2 separate regions of the Gasterosteus aculeatus genome follow, and region 2 is linked to region 1. The links are chromatin contacts, called in public Hi-C maps. All regions are on one chromosome and are shown on one strand. The core of a region is the stretch at or near the end of the contact, and the rest is flanking DNA. Distances in the headings are between cores, read along the strand shown.

The links. A called contact is a pair of places that touch in the nucleus more often than the background predicts.
Region 2: a contact with region 1 is called in a Hi-C map of skeletal muscle, with 3 times the contacts expected there. The contact joins the promoter of LOC120816200 here to the enhancer-like site in region 1. A contact is called at or near these places in 3 of 6 Hi-C or Micro-C datasets (skeletal muscle and tail fin).

What each region holds. Positions count from the first base shown.
Region 1 is chr3:12,426,834-12,433,611 of fGasAcu3.hap1.1, forward strand. LOC120816195 (receptor-type tyrosine-protein phosphatase mu) reads right to left here. Exons shown (of 32, transcript XM_078099378.1): 27 at 6,487-6,660; 28 at 5,260-5,391; 29 at 3,288-3,413; 30 at 2,290-2,453; 31 at 1,981-2,116; 32 at 594-1,563. The coding sequence ends at 1,510. Among protein-coding and RNA genes, the nearest start is that of LOC120816197, 18 kb to the left of the region's middle. Within about 2 kb of position 2,343, at least 2 of the 9 cell types and tissues checked have open chromatin away from gene starts, as enhancers often do.
Region 2 is chr3:12,554,959-12,562,246 of fGasAcu3.hap1.1, forward strand. It overlaps LOC120816200, which reads right to left and starts at 3,270. Exons shown (of 1, transcript XM_040171661.2): 1 at 91-3,270. The coding sequence starts at 1,264. The coding sequence ends at 365. rheb (Ras homolog, mTORC1 binding) reads left to right here and starts at 2,106. Exons shown (of 9, transcript XM_040170948.2): 1 at 2,106-2,181.

The DNA.
Region 1 (6,778 bases), core at 1,093-3,592:
GCACGAGGTACGTATTTACGTGTTTTATATCAAGAGCCAGTGTTTGCTCCATAAACATGGAGGAGTCTATGACAAGAACCCGCTTCCGATGTGACCATGATGGGCTAGTTCTAAACTAAAACACAACCATTCTTTGTTTCAGGTACTTACACGGCCATGAAAAATAGTTATAAATATTAGATTCACTTTCTGCTGATACGTCCTTGTCCTCAACACTAATCCTTTGAAGGATCTCAGATATTTTTTATTATAGGTTCATACATTTTATGATTTTAGATAAAAATACGTATTTTGACCATGTACTAAACGGCAGCAAAAGGGGGTTCTTGTTTTGTGACTGTACCTCCTATGAGAACAAATATACCTCAAAACAATTATTTAAATTAAAAACTATTTGCAAGATTAGAGGAAAGCCCCCGTCCATGTAGTAGCACATCCTAAGTTATTATCAGGAAAACAGCTCAATACCGTGGCGCCGTTAAAAGTTGTGAGCAGGGAAGTGATTGTGTTATTCCCCATCTCCCCATCAGATGTCCCCCTAAAGTCATCTTTTACAGCTGCCCTCACAAGGCAAAAAATACTTCAATTCAATGTTTACATTGCAGATACATTTATATAATACCTTGTTTTCTTTACAGTGGAATTGATCACAGAAGTGACCGAAAGAAAAGCACACAATACAGTCAATAAACCAAACCTATAGAACATATGATTGTCACTTACTGCGAGTCACAAAAAAAGTACATACTGTGAATAAATAATCTACAGAAATATGTACAATATGCACAACAAGAATTCAAATGAAAGAGCAAATAAAGCTTTGGATCCCTGTACAGAAAATAAGGAAAGCAGATGTAGACTGAGCCAGCTGTCCCAAACACACAGTATCAAGCAATAATCATCTAGCAGTCAGACATTTACAAGACATTAAGTAACATCTAGGCTTTGCTTTCCTGCGTTTAATGACCTATAATACTGAGCAAAAAAAAAACCAAACAAAAAAACTAAAGCCAGAGATAATAAAATGAACACGTTAACGCTATGTACAGTGCATCGCATTCCACGCAAAACTGGAGAATATTTAATGCTCACAGTCCAATGAGGATCAAGGACTACAGGCGGCTGAGAGAGAGAGAGAGAGAGAGAGATGCAGGCAGAGAGAAAGAGGGATCCAGAGAGGAGGAGACTCACAGCAGAGGAGAAAAAAAAAAAAAAAAGACCCTCTTTGTGCTTCAGCCGGCTTCCTCAGCTGTCGCCGACAGACACAGGCCGCGATAATTAACACCACACAACTCTGTTACCTTTCCCCGCCAAAAAAGAAGAGACCTGGTTCAAAAAAAGGGGCGGCCGCGTGTATGGTTGTGTGCATACCTCGCTCCTTGTCGAAGTTAGTAAAACACACACAGACACACACACACAGGCGCACATAGCACAATGCACACATGTGAGCTGCGGCCTTCTGTGGCGTCGCAAAATGTCCGAGTCTCTGGTGGCTTCAGCGGCGCCGAGTTACCCAGAGTTCAAGTACTCCAGTGCGACTTCGTAGCAAAACTTGTACTGGTCCTACGAGACGAGAGGAAACAAAGCAAAACATCAGAGAGGCGCACATGGCCGCATCAACCTGCTAGAGTGTTTGACACACAAACGCTTTAACCTCTTGTGTTGACCCAGTTTAAATGAATCAAACCATCTACTGCGATCAGCAAATGGATTGGATGGACAATATCTCGATGCAGGTACTTGGAAAGTTGGGGAACAACAAGTGAAGATCCATTATATTAGTGCAAAACGGACAGGATCGGAAACGATCGGAAATGCGCAGAATTTAGTAGAAGCATTTACCGTGGTTATCAAAGTTCCCAAACTTTGTTGAAATAATATAAATTGCTGTACCATTCCCATGAAATAGCATCTGGTGGATTGGAAGGTTATAATTAACTCAAAAGAGTCAGATCAAAGTGCTGCTGCAATGCTGCTCACCAGTAGGTCCACCATGTTGGGTTTATTGTTCCTCAGTGTTTTGACGGCGTGGAAAACATCCACAGAGCGCTGATGCTGAAGCATCTCACACACAATGCTGATGGCACAGAATGTCCCGCTTCGACCGCCTCCATTCCTAGAGATCACAAACAAGCCAAGCATTAAACAAATATAATGTGAGTTGCATTTAGTACAGGAAGCTATTTGACAATCAAGCTGATGAGGAGTTTTTGATGCAAGGAGGCTCTTCAGTCAGTAGGTGGAGCTGTTTCATTCTTAATGGCAGTGCTGAGTGAAGCGACGACTTACAGACAATGGACCACAGTGCGTCCCTCGCCTCCGTCGTACTCTTCCTGCCACTTGTCCACCTGTCGAATCAGCTTGAGGAAGGAGCGCTTGGACATGGGCGTGTCTCTGTACATGGGCCAGCCCAGGAACTGGAACTGCTGCACCATCCGGTAGCCGTCCTGAGGCTGGAAGGGAAGGGGGATGCACAGGTTATCCCAGGTTAAGAGGTCGAGAGGAGGTGGGGTTAATCGCTGCGGTGAAACCACGCAATCCGACCGTAAAGATGCGACTAAGCTAAGCCTCGGTGGGGACAAGCAGGACGAGGGGATTCACATCAAGAGATGAATAGACGGGTTGATAGATGAGCACGGTCTCAGCTGGAGACGGATACTTAAGAACTACAGACACTCTGAATCACACTCCGACACGAGGATCGATAGCACTTGTTGCTGATCATGTGTGATTGGATTGTATTCCAGTTAACACGGCGGGGGGGGCGGCCTTGGGACACGCTCATATGAGGAGAGATCACAGACAACTGTGGGCAAACTGTAACAGTAAGGAGCTTACGCAGGTGACTGCAGGTCAGGTCCCTTACTGGGCAGTGATGATGGTTGCTCAACGTTAATTAAACAGGATCAATGTGAGCGGTCACGATTCTTTTTTGTGAAATATGCTTGAAATAAAATATGGAAAAAAAACTGTTTGGTTGAGCTGCTTGGCAATTAAACGTGCAACCAAAGGTCATAAGTAGCTTTATTGTGGCGGGGCACAGGAGCACTGGTTCCCAACCTCATTGGCTCATGTCCCTTCAAATCAGAGCAATTGTTGGAAGCCCGAAAGCATCTAAAAAGTGAATATATAGAGAAAATATCCTCTGACATCATCCTCTTGTGAACCGTTTGGTGGGAACCAGAATAACAAGGTGATTTCTAGAAACCACGCCGTGTTTGTTCTTCTTTTCGACTAAACCGGCGACTTCCCGTGTGTGGAGCGTGGTCGCCATGGTGTCACCGTACCCGAGCTGCGTTGTAAATCCGAAATATTCTGCTGATGATGTCCTCCTCCAGGTCGGCAGAGACAAACTCCACCTGGATGGGTCCGTGGCGGTGGACTCCGTTTTCAGGCCAGTACTGTGGGCACAACTAAACAGAACAGGCACGTACATGTACACGCACACACACACGCACACACACACACACACACACGGACGCAAACAAAGAGAAAAAAAACATAAAATGGAGAAGGATTCATTAGTTTTGGAGTCAAAATAATACCAACTGAAGACAGTGACATTGATTTCACCTCCTCATACAAAAATGCTCAAGAGTTTTCTGTGGGATTACAAGGAGGACGTGACTGATGAAGTAGGGAGAGCAAAGGGGAATTGATTGAATGTGAACCGCTTTCTTTTTAGAATTGATGAATTGATTCAGTGCAGAAGGAACTTCAGACAAAAGTCGGGATACATTTTGAAAAGAGCAAAAGACACAGATGTGTTGTAGCGACGGCAGTCTCCTGATCCAATAACCATTTTTTAAAGAAATAAGACACAAATTCCAGGAAAGAGCCTTGATATTTTTTTATCTCCAGAGAAACAGACAAACACGCGCGCACTTTCTCCTGCTTAAAAACCATGAAAAAAAGTATTTTTTAGGCTTAGAGAAAATCTCATAATCTGCTGTGTGCGGATGAAAGGTAATTAAAAGAAGAAGACATATTAAAAGATGGTTGATATAAAAGTAATTGGACATTTACCACTGATAACCACTACTACACTACATTACGTTGAGCTTTTCAAACAGCTTTCCACACAATCAGTCGTAAACAATGGCGATCAGATGTTACAGACGACAAATAACAATATTAATTTTTTTGTTATGTTTAGATGCCCCCTTGAGATTTTGGATGTTTGTCTCACTATCCTTCAACAGTTGCAAGTATACGATCGGTAAATCAATTGAAAAGGCAATACAAAATAATCGATGGCGTTATTGAGTGCAAAATAAATAAACCCCACGGGACAGCATCGCGAGAGCTTCAAAACCTCCTCCATCAACCCCCCTGGGGAGAGAAAAGCCCAGTGAGGAACAAGCACCTGCAGAGCCCACCGCTGGCCTCACAGCACTTAATCAGACAAGTGGAAGTGTGCACGCACAGATGGACAGATTCCGCACAGACATGCACAGCGATAACAGCCCGTGCGTGTAAATGGACGCACACATTTAGGCTTTCTTTGTCTAACGCAGGTTAAAAAAGCCCCAGCGGGTTTACGGCCCGTGTGGCAGGAAGAGCACCGCTTTCCAGCTTCCCAGCTTTCCTTCAGAGCATTCTCCAAATCTGACAAAGTCAAGATGCAAAACACAAAGATGCTGATGGAGAAGATAGTAAGCCTCCACCTCCCTCGCCTCCATCTACCCCCCCGTTTCCTCCCTTCATACCTGTGCTGTTTCCTTGGCTGGCTGGCTACAGTGAGAATATTGAATGAAAGGCCTTCTCTTTTCAGCCAGTCAGCCAACCAGTCAGTCAGTCAGTCACCTAGGGAAGGTGAGGGGGGGGGGATTTGGATGGGGGGAGCGAGCCTGGCTTGAGGCTTTGATCCGAGGGTGTTATGACAGAGCCTCGGGCTGAGAAAAGCTGCATAGGCTCTTCCACGGGCCTGTCTCTCCATCTACCCCAAACTTTCATGGCAAGTCCTCCTCCCACTCCGCGGCATCCACCTCATTTCTAACACATATTGCGTATATGTTGCATTGTTTTCCAGTAGAGTCACATTTATGTTTCCACCCCCCCTAAGTCCATTCTGGAAGAAAACAAAAAAGCAATCCTTCTCTGAATCCCCGTTCCCACGCTGTCCTCTTGTGTTTCTTTATTAGATACAGAAAGGCGCCACCTCATCTGTTTGTCAGCGTGCTTCTTGCGACGTGCCTGAAGGATTATTTCCGTGTATTGCACACGTGTGTTCATGCGCGCATATCAGGTCGGGTTTACCTGGGCCGGATCGACGTCGTTGAGCATTACTATGGATGTGCAGTGGTAATCCAGCACCAATCTCCAGAAGTCCTTCACTGTGTTGGGTAACGGGTGCTGGGTCACTATGAATGCAGAGGGCTGCTTGTAACTCTGGAGGAAGGAAAGGTGGAAAGATTTGAAACACTGCCGCCACATACACCTCGTGCATATCATACGGCACGCAGCATGACTATTTACCAAGAATGAAACCAATAACGTTTTAAAATGACCTGCCTCACTGTTTTTGTTACATCCCGACAGAAAAAGACAAAGGACAAAAAAAGGACTGCACGCGCCTGTCTACCTGACTACGTGCACTTACTGTCCATCAGTGGAGTCTTGCACATGCATCCAGCTAAACAGCTGTGTGTACGACTGCTCATCGTTTACTGGCTTTTAAAGGAGGACTGAAACAGGCTGTCAGTGCTTTATTAGAAATAGCTTTCTTTCAAAGCCCTTTTAATAGTTGACAAAACAATCACACCTGTATGTCTATTTATTAGCATGTCGCGTCCTCAATGATGGTGACATTGTTTGTGTTGAGATTGTTTCTCAATTCTACCGTTTCTAATGTCAAAATAGTAAAAAGAGGAAGAAGTCCATAACGCATGAAGTAAAAAGGGAAGGTGTAACATCTACAATTCCATGACAACTGGCAATCTTTATCTGATAAATGTGATTACAAACTTGAGGACAGAAATAACATTAACCTTAAATTAAAATTTGACCCTCACCTCAACGGTTAATGGTGTAAAAAATGATTTTATCACATAGAGAGACTTGAGACGTGAATAAAAACCAGACACCTGAATATCTTTGCTTTCAATGTGCCTGTCAAGGCTCAAGTCCCTCGTTTTGTGACAAAGGTCAGACTGAATTATACTCCATACACTTATTTTCAACATCTCTTCCTACATAAAGCAAAGTTAATTTCAATGAAAAAATCCCTTTGATTTGTTAATGCCTTCACTTTTGTGGGCGGCTTGTAAAGGGGGCTTTTGATCTATTTCATATCACGCATTCCTTCCTCTGATGCTTCTCCCTGCATCCCGAGCTACAGCGTGAACAACGAGCCCTGCGACTCGTAGTGAACGAATCACGGGAATCCGACTGCCCGAGAATTCCGATGACGCTGCGACGCTCATTCAAGCGACCCCGTCGAGAAAAAAGACATTCCGAAAGCAGGAGAAGAATAGGGGCTCTCACATCCATGAGCGCGGCGTTGATGTAATTGGAGCTCTCCCCGTCGATGGTGATCAGGAAGGGCAGGCAGCGGTCCGGAGGGAGGACGTCCATGCAGCGGTTCTTCTCGTGGTTCCTGGGCAGCAGGGCGATGCTGCAGTCCTCCACTCGCAGCGTGGGAGTCACCATATTCAGAGTCTGTCGACCGAGGTGGAGGCGGGAATTACGCACTGTCAGTCAAACGCTGGAAGGTAGGCACTAATTATCTCCCAATATGGTAATTAACAGTGCAATTCTTTAATCAGTTACATTAGCG
Region 2 (7,288 bases), core at 2,020-4,519, 130 kb after region 1:
TCAGCCCCCAAATGTAGATCTGTGTGAGCCAAGTGACTTGTCCTGAACCCTTTGCTGTAGATTAACAAATGTTTACACATGACACAGAGGTTACTTTAATTAGTTTTTAATTTAACCCAGCTTTCACATTACACATTAAAAAAACAAACAGGAAATCACAGTACCAATGAGTGCTGGTAATCATTTTTGTTGACTGATGGTATCTTAATACGATAATGCCTTTCAGGGCGAAAGACATGGCTCACAGCATGACTGCCACGTGCCGACTGGTGCCAACATCCCATTAGGACTCTTTTAGATGCAGACTCACGCATGTACACACACACACACACTCACACACAAATGCACACACAGCAGGAGTCCCTCACGTGGGCTTGAGGTAGTTATAGAGGGCACTGAGTCCCCCTTGCAGCACCTCCTGGATAGGCTTGAGGAGGGGGTTGTGGATGATATGAAGGCCTTTATCCATTGGGTGGCAGGCCAACCTGCCGAGCCTGCTCAGTAGGTACATTTCCATCGGCACATTTTGCAGATCATTGAAGTCAACATTGAGAAGTTCTAAAGACTCCATGAAGCACAGCGTCTTAGGCAGTGAGTGGATACTGTTTCCCTCCACGATGAGGATCTTCAGGTTAACCAAATCCTGGATCTGGTCCGCAATGGTCTCCAGACGGTTGCAAGCCAGATGGAGGAAAACCAGGCCCTTCATGCTGTAGACGCAGGCGGGGATGTGTGTGATGCGGTTGTGGCTGAGATTGAGTTTGGTCAGGTTGCGCATGGCCGCCAGGCTGCCGGGGAGGCCCGTGATCTGGTTGTTGGCCAGACTGAGCACCTCCAGGCAGGTACAGGAGCCGAGCTCCTCTGGGACCTCGCTCAGGCGGTTGCGGCAGGCGAAAAGCACGCGCAGCTTCTTCAGGAGGCTGATCTCCGCCGGGAGGCTGGACAGGTTGTTACCCCACAAGTTCAAGATCACCAGATTGTCCAAAGCGCCCAGAGCAGGGGGCAGAGAGCACAGGCAATTCATGGACAAGTTTAGCTTTTGCAGCTCTCGCAGCTCCCAAAGCTCAGAAGGGGTTTGATCGAGGGCCCGCATGGCCAGGCTGAGGGTGCTGTAGCCAAAGTGCACCGTGGTGTTTCTACGGATTCTCTCGGCAGCCGAGGAAAGGCTGGGCTGGTCGTCTCTCCCGGATCCCTTCCCGCTTTGACCGGCACTTCCGTCGTTCAGCTCCTTGCTGGAGAAACTGCGAGATTGCCTCGCGCCCATCGTGATTCTGTCAACCTATAGCGAGATGTTAGCCTGCAGTTAGCTGATCACCAACAACAAGAAGACCACTATGGCCGATGGCTGCTGATGGATCTCCAACGTTCTTGAAACGGCCACGCAGAGCATGATCAGTCCCACGCGTTGTCGCCGACGTGCTGACGGTTTAGCCGAATCCTGACTGCGTTTTATCTCCTCGAGAAGACTCGCAGGTTGCTGTGTTTTGAGCGCTGTGGGGGCTCGTGGTCTGCCTCTGCCGGACCAACTGCCTGTCTTACTGGATTTCATACCCCAGCTGGTCCTGTCACTTTGCATGTCCGCAGATAGCCCCCTGCTCCCCTCCCACTACTGCGGGGCCGAGCCGGGGATAGGATGCGGGGTGAGCTCAATCAGACGACGTCATTGGCGCAATCACACGACGTACCGCACGGAAATACACAGCCGCTCACGTGGTGCACATTATACTGTTAACTACACCTGTTGTGTTCTCTATGTGTATTGCATCGTGCAGCTAAAATAATTGAGATATTTGAAATACCAGGGCTGGCCAACCCTAATCTTTCCATTCTTTTTTCGCGTGGTGTCGGTCGCTGATCTCTTGAATGTGGCACCAAGCCGGCAGCCGTTAAAACACTGAATCATCTCTCAAAAAAGCCACAGTTCTTAAAGGTATTAGTGGAACTATATGCAGAGACATGTGCTAGTATAATCTCAAGTGCAAAAGGACATGGAACATTCCGTTGTGTTCCTAGAAAACTCTGCTGCTATTTCAAATCTTATTCATGTGGCGCCGAGAGGACAGTCTCTCTTTGTGTACACGTGTTCACTGTAGAGCATTTGCATTTTTGAACTTGTCTTTGCCCGAAGCAACTTGCACACTGAGGCGAAAAGTTCTTCACGCTTGTTTTCTGAAGAGTTTTGTAAGTACCTGAATGCTTTTTGCTTGTCATTTTAAAATGTAAAATATCATTTTAGAACATAAGATTACTACCGTGTGCGTTTGCCTGATCAGGCCACAGCCATGCAGGCGGTGGAAATATCCCATCATGCATCTGTTCAGAGGCAGAGACATCTGGACAAATACATTCACACCCACAGTACCACAGGGAGTATTTCCATTTCCTGCTACTTTATACACCTATTACACTGTGATTCAGAGCATGATATTGTCTTGTGTCAATTGAAGCAGACTCATCCCAAATGGTTGACTCCATCTCAGCATTAAACTTGCAACGTTCAGGACAGATATACAACAGCTAATGGCATGTTGAACCAATGCTACGCCTTTTTAAAACTGTTTTTAAGATAGATTTAGTGAGGTATGTCAATATTAACAGCAACGTTGATGTTGTTTCATTAAAATACTAAAGTATTATCGTTATCATTGTGCTCCCTCCACCAGTGTCCATTTGAACAATAGGAGGATAACCGCGGTATCTGGAGGAAAACTTAGCAGCCTGCACATTGTAGAGCCCAAGCCAGCCTGTTTTGAAGTAATGTCCCTCCTTGTGTGAGGCAACAGCGCTGAACACGCACAGAAGTCAAGTTGTTTTTAGCTCCACTTTAAAAATGGGTTTGCAAAGAGTTTTACAATCATGTTACGCATTCTACCCTTACGGGTTGAATTCAGATAAAGCAAAAAGAAAACTGATAGACGTACGACAGAGCAACAGAGGACGAACCACCCTTGCAGCATAGATAGACATTTAATAGACATGTACACCGTGTACAGTACAGAGTGTACACTTAGCTCCTCTGCCATACTGCTAGTACTGTGCACTGTAACACGATTCAACCCTGTTAACATGATAATCCTTTATTTTGATTGTTACAGTCATACCTTGATACTCTACTTTCACTTTTGTATTCCCCTCTATGGTATGTTTTATTTGGTCTGTTCATTGGGATTGTTGACGTTAGTTTCTCAAAATCAACAATGTACTTCAAATTTATTTTTATGGCACCGATTGTTTTTTAAAGGGGTGTCAGTCAAGCAAGATTTTTACGATGCGCAGTAAACAACATATATAGACTGCATGTTATCAGTGTAAATGGGAACTTGGAATTGATCCATTTTCCTGGACAGAATCATAAAGTCTGACCAGGACTTGGAGTGGCCTTAGTCATCGTTCTTCTCCCAGCCCAGTAATCAAAGTACCTGGATGACAGTTAGCAGTGATATCCAGCTCTGGGGACTCGGTGGCTCCGCTCTGAGCACGGCTACATCAGCACTTATGAATGACGGGTTGAATTGGTCACCGGAGGGGTCGGGCTGTTGGGGTTGCATTGCCGATTCCGGCAGCTGCTTGTGCAGCATGTCTCTTTGGACAGATTGCATTGAATGTTGACACATTCATATCTAACTTTGTGTGGAAACTGTCTTCTAGCTGACACTTTATCACAGTCACAACCCCGAGAATGTGCAGTTCTCGTGTATATGTGTGCTGCGCCTAATTTCACAAACAGCAGGAATGCTGTATCCTGCCATCCTCTATTTATATGAAAAATGACACCTCAGCTGTAACCATTAGAGCCCTCCCCCCCAGTGCAAACACATCCCCACAGTGGCAACATGAGGCTCAGAACACATGCTGTCAAACATGCAGTAAACTCCTGGCTTCGTATGCATATCAATCTTTGCGGCTTAATTGTAGCACTGCAAAGAAAAGCTAAGATGGCTTGACGGATGGAGGTGGGATGGAAGCTGGATGGGTCGTGGATGAATGGACGGAGTGAATAATGCTCATTTCTGTGATGGAGAGATGTCATCATGACATACTTCCCCATAACACACCGTCACCTAGCACTCCGTCGTAATCCTGTGAGGCATACATCTTCATTTGGTGCTGCTTTTTTATCCCGGGCATGTTTTTTTTTTTTGTTCTCCAAATGAATCTTACTTTCTACCGGAGGAACAGATGTGCGGAAACAGCTTGAGCTTTGATTTACAAGGAAATAGGATTCACCAATCCTATCGGTTTCACGACACCTCCATACAGAGTCCCATTAGAACCAAATGAGGATGAGTTATTCACTCTGAGAACAGTTACACCCTCCAGTCCTCAGGGTGAAAAAAATGGTCTCATTTGAGAAAGCTCATCTGCTTATGTGGCACTATAATGACTCTGGATGAGCTACCTTTAGAGACCCAGGTTCAAGATATATACCATTATCACTTGCTCATTACTGTGGAGGCTCCCAGGGCTGACACATGATATATGGCCCCGCTGCCACCAAATCTGCCCGTAGGTGTCTCTCCACTGTTGAAATGTAAGGAGTACCTGCCAAGACCTGAGGCTCTGTCGACTCCATATTGCAGACCTGCTCCCTGAAGCCAGCACTCATATTGAAGAATATGTTCCCTCCTCAGACAAAAAGCAAGACAGGATTAGATCCAAGAGACAAGAAAGATGCATTTTGCAAGCTTATTGAGTATTCCAGACCAAATTAGTGCCATGAAATGAGACAGAGCATGCGAATGGGGTGGATGACGAGCCACCTGAGAAGATAATCGTCTATTATTCAGCAGGTGCAGATGTGAATATTCACACCACTGGACACTTTCCACTTTCCTTTTGTGCACGCGCGCGCATCCCCCTGGCTAATGGAGCCTGCGGAAGCAGCCCTGTATTTTAGTCAAAAATTGAGGACATGTCAAAAATTTGATTTGCCATCTGGAAATTGGCTGCAACAGTGCTGGGCCCAGATCTGCAGGTGACACAAAGGATCTACTTAGCAATGCAAATTAGTGGGGAGGAAATCTGAGGGAGTGTCCAACAAGTCAGTTTGGAGACTGAACACGAGGCCAAGAACATTTCACTGGGGTTGCCTCTGGCTGTTTGTGCAAACTGTCGCTATGGTAATGACTATTAATCAAGGCAGTCTTATTAAATTCAAGCCTACCGTGAAGACACATTGGTGCTAAAAGCACAAACACAAATACATGACCATTCTGCAGTATTTTTCACCTCCGTATTAACTAACTCAAGCACCTCCGCTGAGTATCTGGTAATCTCCTAATTTCTCTCCCCAGGCCACAGGCCAGGTATCTGTAGTTAGATCTGCAGCGAAGCAGCCAGATTCATCTTCAGATAAACTGGGACAACATGACGAATAGACAATAAAGGCACCCGGGGGAGAGAGCTATCCGGGTTAACTCCGCCGCATAAAGACACTATTTGTGATGATGGCTGGAATCAACGGGGAAGTGCAGTGAGCAAAGCTGCGCTCCAAAGTGACCAAATCAAGTCCCGACTTTGCTGATGCAGCAGATGGGGCGTACGAACCAATTGTGGCTGTGACAACAACCGGCATGGGTGATGAAGTACCAGCGAGCAGTCTATCTGGGTCTCACCTGCTCACTGCTTCTCCAACAGGCCACTGAGTGTCGGCCAGAAACAGTTGGTACAGCGAGCGCAGTCGCAGAGGAATCATGATGAGACAAGCCGTCAATGCTTTGGGACGCCAACGAGGTCCATCGATTTGTATGAGCCTGACCTCGTCACTCCCTGAAAGCTCAGCAGAGGCCGAGGAGGGAGAGCAATGAGCAATGTAAAACAATCAGAATCAGAATATATGTGAGTGTTTTTCTTAATGTACACAACAAGTGCATTGGTGTGGCGTGCACAGGGTGCTGCGGGGAGAGCGGAGGGATTCATCTCCCAGGTCACACGTTCAGATCTACGCTGACAGTGACAATATTTACATGTTGAAAAACTATACTTAGAGGCAAAAAAATTCAAAGATACAGATAGACTGAATGATTCGTGTCCCAGATTTTTCCTGACCTGGATAATGTTAAGTGTTGATCATGGTGTCAGCCTGCCGAAAGAAACTGATATTGCGTCTGGCTGTTTTTCCGTACATTGCTCTGTAGCGCCTACCAGAGGGAAGAAGCCGAGTCCAACATTTTGGACTCGGTTTTCAGTCGAATTCATTTTTCCTTTGGTTGTATTTCCAACAAATTATTTATGTGTTTCTTATTTTACATGGCTGAGTGTCCAAATGTGACCTCACTATAAAATGTTTGGAACATAGTCCCAAAAGTCCAGACAGCCACGCTCTACAGATCGTACACTCGGTTTGTGGCTCGGGTTCTTACGTGATGCACCGCCAGCCAACGGAGTCTGGGACTGACTTGGCAGCAACGCCATTGTTACTTCAAAAAGCCATCTTGAAGTATTCTGGTTCCAGACCACTGCATCGCTGCCCATATGTTGACGTGAGTGACAATGATGGAAAATACCAACGAGCTTAAGCGGTGTGTCAGGTGTGTTGGAGGCACTCATATTTGGACCACAAGCGGCCGCACGCTTTCAGCGCGAATTGCATCACTGAGGACCTTTTCAGCTCATGTCACCAAAACCCGAAACAATGGGATCTGACTAGCTCTGTTCCAGAAATTAGGATGCGTGCCAGGCCGTCACTGCCAGCAAGACATTAATGTTTCATGTGTGGCTGATATGGTAATCATTGGATCCCTACAATGACACCTTGTGAGAGTTGGATAACGATGGCTGTCTTTCAGGCCTGTGGGACTCTGGACTCGGTCCAACAGCTGAGGCACAGCCTGAACTGTGAATGTGCCAGTTAAAAGGGCTGCAACGCACCCAGCAGGTAGAAAAAGTCTCAGAAATTAGAGAAATGAAAGTGCAACGGGTGTCCTCGAGCTATAATGCAGACACGCAGCCTCCCTTTGTGGCATTTGTGGCACACAAATGCACTCCTCTGGGTTAAATATGCATTGGGTTTCACGAGGTTCCGCGAGTGGGTCCAGGTGCCCGTTGGTGGCACGGACCCAGCTGGAGGATGTGGTTGACTCGCTCCACTGGCGCTCGGGCTGGCATACTAACAGAGCCAGGGGTGCTTTCACAGCGAGTTGAAAGAGGCTGGCGCCGGAGCCTCGCGCCCAGGGTTCAGAAACACGAGCTCCAGCTGCATGTCCGCTAGCTCGCGTAGCCGAAGAAATGGGAGGCTGCAGAGCTCAAGTGAATGTTTTTTTAAAAGTGCAACGTGGCAAAAATAAAC